Regions from separate parts of the Sus scrofa genome. Here regions 2 and 3 are each linked to region 1. The links are chromatin contacts, called in public HiChIP or PLAC-seq maps. All regions are on one chromosome and are shown on one strand. Each heading gives the region's core, a stretch centred on a gene start, on an enhancer-like site or on the middle of the called end of the contact. The rest is flanking DNA. Distances are from core to core; before and after follow the strand shown. Region 1 holds the start of SERPINB2 (plasminogen activator inhibitor 2). Region 2 holds the start of LOC100156248 (serpin B8). Region 3 holds the start of LOC100153783 (ovalbumin).

The links. HiChIP or PLAC-seq counts read pairs in DNA pulled down with a chosen protein or histone mark.
Region 2: a contact with region 1 is called in an H3K27ac HiChIP or PLAC-seq map of alveolar macrophages. The contact joins the promoter of LOC100156248 here to the promoter of SERPINB2 in region 1. A contact is called at or near these places in 4 of 47 Hi-C or Micro-C datasets (adipocytes, embryonic fibroblasts, fibroblasts and 1 more) and 1 of 2 datasets of contacts at active chromatin or transcription factors (alveolar macrophages).
Region 3: an H3K27ac HiChIP or PLAC-seq map of alveolar macrophages shows a contact between it and region 1. The contact joins the promoter of LOC100153783 here to the promoter of SERPINB2 in region 1. A contact is called at or near these places in 1 of 47 Hi-C or Micro-C datasets (epiblast stem cells) and 1 of 2 datasets of contacts at active chromatin or transcription factors (alveolar macrophages).

Annotation. Positions count from the first base shown.
Region 1 is chr1:157,883,431-157,887,837 of Sscrofa11.1, forward strand. SERPINB2 (plasminogen activator inhibitor 2) reads right to left here and starts at 3,095. Exons shown (of 8, transcript XM_003121697.4): 1 at 2,952-3,095. The coding sequence starts at 3,017.
Region 2 is chr1:157,834,337-157,838,343 of Sscrofa11.1, forward strand. LOC100156248 (serpin B8) reads right to left here and starts at 2,586. Exons shown (of 7, transcript XM_003353447.4): 1 at 2,435-2,586.
Region 3 is chr1:157,935,911-157,939,776 of Sscrofa11.1, forward strand. LOC100153783 (ovalbumin) reads right to left here and starts at 1,740. Exons shown (of 8, transcript XM_021099510.1): 1 at 1,608-1,740.

The sequences.
Region 1 (4,407 bases), core at 1,845-4,344:
ACACCATAGCCTTTCTACCAAAGAGGCCCCCTGTGCTGAGTAGTTAATTACTGGGAGTACTGAAAAGGCCCCTTCTCCCACCACCCTCACCCCTGACCCCTGAGCAAGGAAGGCAATGCCAGGTCCCACTGCTGGGGTTATCCTTGGTATATGGAATACACGTACACACACACACACACACACACACACACCCCTGAAGATAAATGACAGACACACCCTCCACATGCAGCCAAAAGCTTGGACACACCCGAGGTGTGTGCGGGTATCTGCTGGTTCTGGCCAACAGACTGTATCTTAAGCTTTCATAATGTCTTAAAACACACCCTGCAATTACCAAGATATATAAAGATACCAAACAATGCTGACACTCATCATCCCACAGGAAACCTTCTGTGACAGTGACTGGAGAGCCACAGCATGTCCTACAGCTCTACTGCCTTGAGCTCACTCAGCAGGGCCTCCCAGGTTCATCTCTCTCTAGTCCACACATGTCTTAGGTGAACACTTGATTCATGAACATTTATTTTTAAGAAAATGATTGCAATTTGCATCAAAATTTCTCATGTGAAATACAACCCAATTGTATTTTATCAAGACAAAATAGTACATTGAGTAACACTGTCCCTGAAACTGTCTTGTATCTTCTTGTCTCCTTTAATATTTAAGATTCACAGGATTTGTATGAGGTAGCTATTATGATCTTTATTGTTGTGTTACACTCTGATGCCCAGAGAAATTAAGTAACTTGTATGAGGTCGCACAGTTTTTACATGATGAGACAGGGATTCAAGCCTAGGTCTGCTTCGGAAACCTGCTCTAGCCAATTTTCCTCACGGCCTCACCTGCTGAAGTTTAACTTCACTTTATGTGTAAGAGTTTAGGCAAGCTACTAGTTTGAGAAATGCTAGAAAGAGGAAGGAAGAAGAGGAAGGAAGCAAGTTTGTACTGCTCCTAGAAGGCTTAATGAGCTTGAAAAAAAAAATCGCTATTTTTTTCTCTTGCTTCTTCATTGAGATTAGATGAACTTAGATGGCTCAGAAATTTTTCCTCTTCCTTCTACCAATTTTAAATTGTCTTTATATTAAATTGGTCTTTGGTAGATTTTTTTGTAGATTACCTCAATAATGCTTCAGAAACAAATTGAGAATTAACAACACAAATAAAATGTTTCTCTAATGTGTATGAAAAAAAATAATAAATCAGAGATCAAAGCCAGAAAAATAAAAATAGGCTTCCCCTACACCTAATTCTTTGTAATGACCTACATAGTTCAGTCACTTTGACACTAACAAAATTTAAGAGGACTTTTAATACCAAGTTAGAACTTCAAGTGACTTTATGAAGAAGTAAAAAGTAAATAAGGACAGAATTAAATCATCCCATGTGCATTTACTTCTTTTCAAAATAGTCTAAATTTTATTTTTAAGATGAGGTGCAATTAACTGCCTTTAACATAAACATAATATTTGATGTCTTTATTGCAGTTACCAAATTCCTTCAGCCTCACTGTTTCATTTAACTTGCGTAATTACTTGCCCTGTAAACCTAGTAATTCCTGTTATATCAATGAAAGTAGAAAGATGTCTATTGCACAGCTAGATTCAAAGCCTAGATTGACTTTCAGTCTTCTGATTCCAGCCCTGGTGCTTTTCCTATAGACCTTCGAAATCAGGTTTGAGAAGTTCATATTTTTAGAAATCTGTGAAGGCATTATGTGGTGTGTGTATAATACATATATAAAAATATATAGGTAATACAATGTTTCCTGACTCTCCAAGTCCATGCCTTACATTTGAGTGGGAATCTGCCTAAAACGATGTAAAATTGAAGTTGCTGAGTGACATCAAAGAGCATAATCTCTCAGAACAGGTAACACCTGTTGTGAGTTTCTTACCACTAAGAGTAAGTTACACAATTTCATTAATTTTCAGATATTATACTCCTGATCAGTGTTTAATATTATCTTTAGAAGAACAGATGGAAAGCATATGCAGGACTGGGCTCTGTGATGTTTGTGTCAGTTCCCTCAACACAAACTGACAGATGTGCCACTGAAACTTGGCAGAGGTGACAAAGAACTCGGGAGGTGCTGCCAGCCACATTCTCCCAGTCTCTCTGATCGCTGGCAATGAAAGTTAGGTCTGGGTTTGCTATAGCATTCAAAAGAATTTTTTTTTGCAATGACATAGTGCATATATTTTGAAATCACAAAAATTAATGAGAACAAAGAGAATACAATAACTTCAAGGAAATTTCCCATTTGAAATTACCAAATTTCCCCCTCACAAAATCAAAAATATTTTCTGATATTTCAAGATTTTCATAATGAATAATTGTTTGATTATGGAGTATTAAATTATTTATTGAACTATCATTTTATTCAGTCCAGCAGCTAATTTGGCTGAGTTTTTTCTTTCACTAAATTGACTGATTATTGAACTAAATTTGATAAATATATTCTGGTATTGAACTGACCCAACCTAGCTTTCTGCTTAATTTCTGATTGTTTTAGATGAAAACTGAGTTATCCTTTTGTGTATATTTATAATACAAGGTATGATGACTTTCAATTATTAAATTAATAGTTTTAATCAGTCTAGTTATTTTCATCAAATTCAGTGCCAAACAGAAACTAGTAGAGAATATATACATTCTAAGCTGTTCAATAAAATTGACATTACAACCTGAATATATGTTTTTGGTGTAAAGAATGATACATAGGCATCTGTTGGCTTCTGAGATTTAAGATTAGGTCTCGCCGTAAACTTAATTAAAATCTGGAACTAAAATAATTCTGTTAAGCAACTAGACAAGAAAGAACCACCAAATTTTTACTCATCCTCTAAAAACATCCCATGTTTAAATTTTCATTATATTAACAATACCTATATGAAGTAGGAGAAAAATGAAACCAAATTTCATAGAGACAGACATGGAAATCACTGAAATACCTGGTTATTCTCTGAGGTACAGTCCGACAGGAAATGGACTTCTGAGGGTTGCTGAAGTTCAGACATGGGGATGACTGGTTTTATAAAGCTCTGCCCCTCCCACAGAGCATTTTTTTTTCTCTCTCTCTAATCTGTATCCTTTGAGTGATTCAACATTTTACTCAGAAAGACATCACTATAATAGAAATGCTTGTTTGCTAAGGCACCATTTAGGAAATTTGTTCGGAGGATGACGTCATTCAGAAACTTAAGAATTTAGCAATATCTACACATGCTGGTTAAAATTAACGAAAACCTGTCACCCCAGTTTCAACACTCCCCTCTTTAACTGTTCTCATCATATCAAATTCTGCAATATTCCTTCTATCTTTTGTCAAGGATAGCCTGTGAGCTCTTTGCAGTACTTAAAAGCAATGGAATCCTTTCTCTTTTGAATTTAGGCAGACCTCAAGCAACCTTTGGGCAAGGAAAGGGGGAAAAAAAAAAATCTTTTCGTTCTTAGAAATTCTCTGTTTTAAATTGTCTTACATTTTCTCAAGCTATAATTTCCTAAATAATTCTCAGCTCCACACTAATCTCCTGTCATAAACCACACCCAAAAAACTTTTCATTAAAACATAGATCTTATCTCTAATCAAACAGTGAAATTCCACCATTGTTTTAAGTTAATTTTTAACTCTGGGCAAATTATAGGTGTTACTTGGAAACAGTAATGTGGAAAACTTGATTCAGAAAATGCCTAGATTTTTAGATACAACCAAAGAAATCTGAAGAGTAAAAATAAAAGATTTGCTTGATGGAAGAGAATTCGAGTCTGAAAATGTTCATATTGTTAGAGCTTATTGAAAAGTGTCTGTAACACGTCGTAAAGATGGCTTCTCTTCTCTTCATTCTACTAGTATGTATAGGAAATAGCCAAAGAGAAAGAGATGAAGAGAAGTAAAACATCATGTTGGGAGTTCCCATCGTGGCTCAGTGGTTAACAAATCTGACTAAGATCCATGAGGATGCGGATTCGATCCTTGGCCTCGCTCAATGGGTTAAGGATCCGACATTGCCGAAGTGGGCCCAGGCTACAGTGGGCTGTGGTGTATGTCACAGATGAGGCTTGGATCTGGCATTGCTGTGGCTGTGGTGTAGGCTGGCAGCAATTCAACCCTTGGCCTGGGAACCTCCATATGCCGTGGGTGCGGCCCTAAAAAGACAAAAAAAAAAAAAAAATCATGTTGCATCTCAGCTGGTATAACAAGCTCCATGTTTATGATGGAGAGCTGAGTTGACAACCTGGAGTATTCCTGAAACCAAGCCTGTGGATTCAAGTCCTGTGGGAGATTCTAAGCTTGGCTGGCATCCACAGAGCCAGATTTCTCCTCACTTCATCTTGCTAATGTGAGTCTCTGGTCAAAAAGAAGTGGGTTGACCTAACCCAAACCCCTCATTATTATTAAAGGGACAA
Region 2 (4,007 bases), core at 1,336-3,835, 50 kb before region 1:
AAAAAAAAAAATTCCTGACATATCTCTACCTAAGAAACTTGTTTTCCCAAAGCACAAAGTGCCTCATCCTGTCTCTTGTTCTGAATTCTTTTCACAGTGCACTGTAGGTCAGCTAATGACTTGATCCTTGTAGAACTGGATGGTGGGCAACATTCTTTGTTTCACAGGAGCCAGGGTGAGGCAAGTATAAGCTTAGGCTGGTGAGTGAGTGAGTGAGTGAGTGAGTGTGTGTGTGTGTGTGTGTGTGTGTGTGTGTGGTTGTCCAGTCTGGCAAAAGAATGAACTAGAATATCACATCAATTTCATCTTTACATTTTAACTGCTCTTAATTGCAAATGTCTGTTTCTGCTTTCTCCTATCATTCCTTCTTCCTCTCATTTGCTCACCTCCATCTATCTCAACATCTAGGTGCTGGTCAGCAGCAGAGTATTTCCATTAGCATCTCCTCCATAGCACTGACACACCTTCACACACAGTCACAAACAAGTGCACCTCTCAGATGTGACCCAGTTCACACCAGTGAAAAGATTTGATTCCCAGCCAATAAAATGGCATTAAATTAGTTGTCTTTCTACAGATGAACCATCAAGGTCAGGACAATTAAATACTATATTCAGGTCTCATAAAAAAACTAACAGATTCACCCAAAAGAGCAAGCCTTCTGCTTTCAAGTAGTTGTCCCTCAGTATCCACTGAGGATTGGTTCCAGGACCCCCTCCAATGCCAAATCTCAGGATGCTCTAGTCCCTTATATAAAATGATGTAGTATTTGCATCTAACCTACAAGCCTCTTGTCCAACCTGTAATCCTCTTGTACACTTTAAATCATCTCTAGATGTTTTATAATCCCTGATACAATGTAAATGCTGTGTAAATAGTAGTGAAAGGAAATAGATTCAAATTTTGTTTTTTGGAACTTTCTAGAATTTTTTTCAAATATTTTAAATCTGCCACTGGTTGACTTTGCAGATGCAGAACCACTGATAGAGGGGAGGGCCAACTATATGCAGCATCATTCTCCTGGTGGCTTTGAATGCCTTCCTCCACTCCTGTTCCACTCCCCAACCCCGGACACACACCCAGAATGAATTTGTTCAGAGTGGGCCATGAATCACAGGAGGTTTATTTGAGCAGCTAGCTTGGAATGAGGAAGGTGCTACCTTCCATTTGAGATAAGTGGAACATACCTTTCCCAGGGATCTCATAAACAAGACAGCCAAGGGATGTTGGTAACCATAAGTAGGAGACTTAAAATGAGTGGAGGTTCTAGATGGAGAGATTGGGAGCCATCAGCACCCTGATTCCAGGAGCTTCTAAGTGAATGGATGAAATTACTTAGAATGTACAAATTGGTGGAATAAGGGGGAAAAAATCCACCCTGTTCTAGGGAATTTTTACAGGTAGAGAGAGGAAAACGACAAGGGATTGAGACCAACAATCAGGGATGTTCTTAGGGAAGCAGGGGCAGGAAGTGGCCAGAGCTGGAGGAGGAGGACAGGAGGGTAGCACCCAGGCTGGACCCAGGAGGAGGCCATTTGGGCTAGAAAATCCTGGACAGAGAGAAGTAGGAGCCAGAGGGCTGATAAGTACCTGGAAAGTGTGGAATTGATTCAGTTAACTACTGTGCCTGCGGAGGAGGAGACAAATCAGAATATGGGTTTGGGGTTTGTTTTGTTATTTGTTTTTTCCAGCTTGAGCGGAAGCAGGCAATAAAGAACAGATGAAAGATGTGAAAAAAAGAAAAAAGAAATGCAATAAATATGTAAAGAAAAAGAGAGGGAAGGGAGGGAGGGACAGAGAGAAGGAGGAAAGAGCAGAGGAGAGAGGAGAGGTACACCCAATAAGCTGGATCGCAGAGGGAACTCGCAGAGGTGCTGGAAGTGACGTTGACCCAGCACATCCCGGAACTTGCCCAAGGCTCCATAGAAACTCTGGGCTAGACGGCTGCACCCTGCGCTGCCCCCCTCACTCTCCCAAAAGTTTCCACAGCCCAGGCTTGGATTACAGGCCGCGCCTTCACTTCCAGCAAATCAGTCGCAGCACGGTGGCGTCAACAGGCCCTGTGTCACTCCCACTCCGGGGTCCACCCTCTGACCCAGGGCGGGTCTGCGCACCAAGCTCCTGCACTGGGTCCTCGGAGCCTGGGCCTCGGAGACTAACCTTAGAGCCCCAGACAAAGCGGGCCAGGGGGAAAGAGTGCCGGGGGGTAGAGGAGAGGGGTCCGAGGCGATCCCAGCTCCGCAGCCCTCCTTCCTGGATAACCGCCGCCGTCGTGTTCCTCTAGTCCTCTCTACGCCCATTTCCCCGCCGCCCCGCTCCCACTGTCTGTCTCTGGCCTTCCTCCCTCCCTTCTCCCCAGGCTCGGCTGGAGCTCTAAGCTAGAGGCGGTCGCTTTGGGAATCCGAGGGTTCGAGAGCCCTCCCAGCCCGGGTACCTGGGAGATTACTGCTGCTGCGGCGGCGGCGGCGGCGGCGGCTGCGGCTGCTATTCCAGTTTAGTGCATGCTTCGCCTCCGCTTTGATTTCGGGCAAGGCTTCCGGCGGTGACTCAGAACACCAGTGGGAGACTGCAGCAGGCAGTGCAATCTCTGATTCCTTCATCCCCAGGCCAGACCCTGGGTGGAGGCTGTGCCTCGCCGGCATCCTCTGGCCTAGGCCTGAGAGCCGAAGGCTTGGCGGAGGAGACAATTGCCTGGTCCTCAGAGGGTGTCTGGGGAAGGCTTTACCCCCTCGGAGACTGGTTTGTTTTCCTGGGTTAGCATGTTCGGTCTCCGTGTTTAACGCATGTATGGTAGAGTGTTTTCAAAACTGAGACTCCACTTTGAAAATTAACTAAAAGCAAAACCAGAATTCCTAAAGCTAGTCGTTTCCAAACTATTTTGGTAGGACATCCTTCAAAACAATTTTCGAGCAGGCGTTACCGATATCAAACACGAATTTATAGGTGCGTGTTTTAATCTTAGAGTAAAGCTTTGAAACACCTAATTTGAAGACCCATTGTGTGCGTCTGTGTGTGTGTGTGTGTGTGTGTGTGGTTTTTTAATCAGTTTATTTTTTGTTTATTTTTTATTTTTTAAATGATTTTTATTTTTTCCATCATAGCTGGTTTACAATGTTGTGTCAAATTTCTGCTCTATAGCAAGGTGACCCAGTCACATATGTGTGCGTGCGTGTGTGTGTGTGTGTATGTGTGTGTATACATTTCTTTTTCTCACGTTATCATGCTCCATCATAAGTGACTAGTTATAGTTCCCCGTGCTATACAGCAGGATCTCATTGCTTATCCAGTCCAAAGGCAATAGTTTCCATCTATTAACCCCAAATTCCCAGTCTATCCTCCCTCCCCCTCCCCCTTGGCAACCACAAGTCTGTTCTCCAAGTCCATGTGTTTCTGTTCTGTGGAAAGGTCCATTTGTACCGTACATTAGATTCCAGATATAAGTGATATCATATGGTATTTGTCTTTCTCTTTCTGACTTACTTCACTCAGGATGAGAGTCTCTAGGTCCATCCATGTTGCTGAAAATGGCATTATTTTGTTCTTTCTTATGGCTGAGTAGCATTCCATTATGTATACATACCACATCTTCCTAATCCAATCATCTATCAATGGACCTATGGGTTGATTCCATGTCTTGGCTATTGTGAATAGAGCTGCAATGAGCATGTGGGTGCATGTGTCTTTTTTTAAGGAGAGTTTTGTCTGGATATATGCCAAAGAGTGGGATTGCTGGGTCATATGGTAGTTCTATGTATTGTTTTCTAAGGTACCTCCACACTGTTCTCCGTAGTGGTTGTACCAGCTTACATTCCCACCAACAGTGCAGGAGGGTTCCCTTTTCTCCACACCCCTTCTAGCTTTGTAATTTGTGGACTTTTTAATTATGGCTATTCTGACTGATGTGAGGTGGTATCTTATGGTAGTTTTGATTTGCATTTCTCTAATAATCAGTGATGTTGAGCATTGTTTCAAGTGCTTGTTGGCCACCTGTATATCTTCCTTAGAGA
Region 3 (3,866 bases), core at 490-2,989, 51 kb after region 1:
TCTCGCCAATATCTAGAGGCCCATCAGCAACTTTTCTCAGCCTAGGGGTGTGGTTCCAATAAAACAGCCTTAAGAATTCCTACACAGAGAAGAGCAAGTTTAAATACATTGCTTGGGCTGTACGGCTGACATTTTATAGGGACCAGAAATGTTACCACTTGCTCAAAAAGTCACCGCTCTCTTCACATAAACATGGATGTAAAAGCCTCTAAGATACCAGTGTATTTCTGTTGCCTCATTGTCATATAACTTGGAATGGAGGTGGAGAGTGAGAAAAATAGGGGTCAGGTAGGATTCAAATTCACAAAAAATAGAAATAGATGTTCAGACTAGGACCCGTTTCTCAGAGTTTGTGAGACACTTGACCCATTGTTTCCCCCCGACCCCCACTCAACTGTTTGGGAATCCTGCCTCCTGATAACTCACATGGTCAACCTACAATCAAAAAAATCATTTGCTTTGCTGAAGAGACAATTAGTTGAAATGGTCAATCATGGGTCCTTATGACAAAGAGCTTTTAAATCAGGCAAGGGTGATTTCTAACATGACCTCTGCCTTTTGCTCTACATGTGAGGATTTCTCCAAAACTGCATTTATAAAATAGGGAGAGTAGCAGATATCTGACAAGTTTGTTTTGAGTGTTAAATGTAATAATGAATATAAAACCTCTAAATAGAGAAGTTACTCAATACTTCCTCTTCCCTTCTTGGATTACAGATTGAACTCAAAGAAGAATCATAGATTTGAGAAGGAAACTGTTGGGTCCCCAAATTAATTCTACAAATGGGGAAATTAAAGTGAGCTTAGTGGGGTCACATGACTTGCTCAAGTCCATACAGTTAGAAAACATCCAATTCAGAATGAACACCCAGTGTTCTTGTTCTGCCTTTTTCCCTCTAATTTACCAGATACAGACACAGCCTAGAAAAAAAAAAAGAGGAGCTAAATGTTGGTAGCACATACCACACTTACAAACAAATTTCTCATTCAGCTTCAGTTCAGTCATCATTAAATTCCTGACCTTAACCTAAGAATAAAGATTAGAGATAGAAATGGCTTTCAAAAGAAAGAAGGAAAGAAAGGAAGGAAAATGGCTTTCTACAATATTGCAAACCGTGACATTAAAAAGCTCACTTAGGGAGTTTCCTTCGTTGCTCAGCAGTTAACATACCCGACTAGGATCCATGAGGTTGCGGATTCAATCCCTGGCCTCAATCAGTGGATTAAGATCCAGAGTTGCTGTGAGTTGTGGTATAGGTCACAGATGCGGCTTGGATCCCGCATTGCTATGGCTGTGGTGTAGGCCAGTGGCTGCAGCTCCAATTCGACCCCTAGCCTGGGAATTTCCATGTGCCACAGGAGCAGCCCTAAAAAGAAAAAAGAAAAAAAAAAAAAAGAAAAAAAAAAAGGCTCACTCAGTGGGTGTGATTAACTGAAAAGAGAACCGCACTGCCTTGTTTTAAGTCTGCCTCTCACCAACGTCCCACAAACCATAGCACCTCTCATTGCCCTTTGCCTTTAATTACAACTAAAGTTATAAGTGGGGAGTCATCACTAACTACAAGGATCATGGCAAAGAAAATACAATTTAGTGTTTGCATTTTTACCTTGTCTTCAGGTTGGTTAAAGTTCTGCTTGGTAAGCCCAGAGCTATGTCTGCAACACACAGACACACACAGCACTCAGCACCCACAATGTGCTCCTCCCGTTTCTCAGAATTTGGTTGCACAAGTCATTTTTCCTTGCATTGTGACCTAAAGTATTTATACAAAGGGGTAGAGAGTGAGCCAGCTGACGTATGCATTGTAAAATATACTGCTCTCCTGGGTCAACATAGTGACCCAAGAGATGTAGGAAAAAAACAATGACACATTTAATGGCATAGATTTTATATAATAAATTGAGTGGTATTTAAAAATTAGCTGTAATGCATATGTCTACCTTGCACACACTGTCTGCCTGTGACAAAAAGTGCTGATGTTTAAAAGTCAGAGAGGAGACATTTGTCTTGGGAATGGATAGCATGTTTCTTTTCTTGACTCCTAAAATGAGACATAGTAAATGAAATGCTATTCTTTCTGACATAGAGGTGGGCAGGAATGAAGTAATCCTTATTTATTTATTTATTTATTTATTTTGTCTTTTTGCCTTTTCTAGGGCCGCTCCAGCGGCATATGGAGGTTCCCAGGCTAGGGGTCAAATCGGAGCTGTATCTGCCGGCCTTCGCCAGAGCCACAGCGACACCAGATCCAAGCCGTGTCTGCAACCTATACCACAGCTCACGGAAATGCCAGATCCTTAACCCACTGAGCAAGGCCAGGGACCGAACCCACAACCTCATGTTTCCTAGTCGGATTCGTTAACCACTGCACCATGACGGGAACTCCTGGAGTAACCCTTACTGGAGTAAGGGTTTCAAACTTATCTCATGACAAATGAGGCAGGATTCCCATGAGAAGCAAGTTATAGCTCAGCTGTAGTACCAACTCAGAATATGTATCTCAGAATGTCAGAGATGAAGAGCATCTCTTCAGAGATTTTCAGCCCCATAGCAATCATTTTATATTGTGGCCCAAAATATATGTTCAAAACTAGAGTTTCACCAGCAAAAAATTTTAAATAGAACTGCCATTTAAACTAGCAATTTCACTTCTGGGTATTTATGCTAATTTGAAAAGATATATGTGCACCAGTGTTCATTGCAGCATAATTTGCAATTAACCAAGATATGGAAGCAACTGAAGTGTCCATGGATAAATGAATGTATAAAGAAGATGTGGTATATATAAGCAATGTACTATTCCTTAGCCATGAAAAGTGAAGTCTTGCTATTTGCAACAACATGGATGGTTCCACAGAGTATTGTTAAGTCAAATGGCAGTGAAAGACTTATACTGTGATCTCAGTTACAGGAGAAATCTAAAAAACAAAACAAACAAACCACAAAACAAAATGAAAATAGACTCTTAGATATAGAAAACAACAATGCCCTAAATTATTTTCTCTAAAAATAAATACATGTATTTTTCTTTTTGTAATAAAGAATCCCTCCAACAAATTATTAGCTAACTCTAATTGGGTGCAATTAAACTGAAATCCAGGCACTTGTACTAGCTCCTTTTTATCAAATTACACATATTTATACATACTGAGAGATAAAAGCATTAATCTTTAAAAACAGTGTCCAGAAGTTCCTGTTGTGGCAGGTGGAAGTGAATCAGACTAGTATCCATGAGGGTGCAGATTCGATTCCTTGCCTCACCCAGTGGGTCAGGGCATCCAGTGTTGCCTTGAGCTGTGGTGTAGGTCATAGACGCGGCTTGGATCTGGTGTTGCTGTGACTGTGGCATAGGACAACAATAGCTCTGATTCAACCCCTAGCCTGGGAACTTCCATATGCCATGGGTACAGCTCTAAAAGCAAAAAAAAAAAAAAAAAAAAAAAATTTAAGTGTCCAAACTGCAAATACATGCAAAGGAAGATGAGGCTAATTAATTGAAGAAAAAAAATTTAAGGCAATAAGAAAAGGAGGGGAGGGGAGCCAGAATTTAGATCCTTTGTATTTCCATTAAATGACTCCTGATTTGTAGAGGCAACATAAAAACAGACACCAAATATTTGATTACAATAGGAAACAAATGCAATAGTTTTCCTTTTATAACTTTACAGTGAATTTTATTACATTATTTTACACACAGGAATAAAAACTTTGCACTATGGTCTTCACACAACAAAATTGGCAAATGCCCACCTTACTGGACAATTAGGCGGTATTTGGCTTTACCGCAATGAGTATGAAAAGGAAATGGCACACAGACCATAGAAAAATGCCCTATGGTCAAAAGGGGAAGAGGAGAAATGAAACA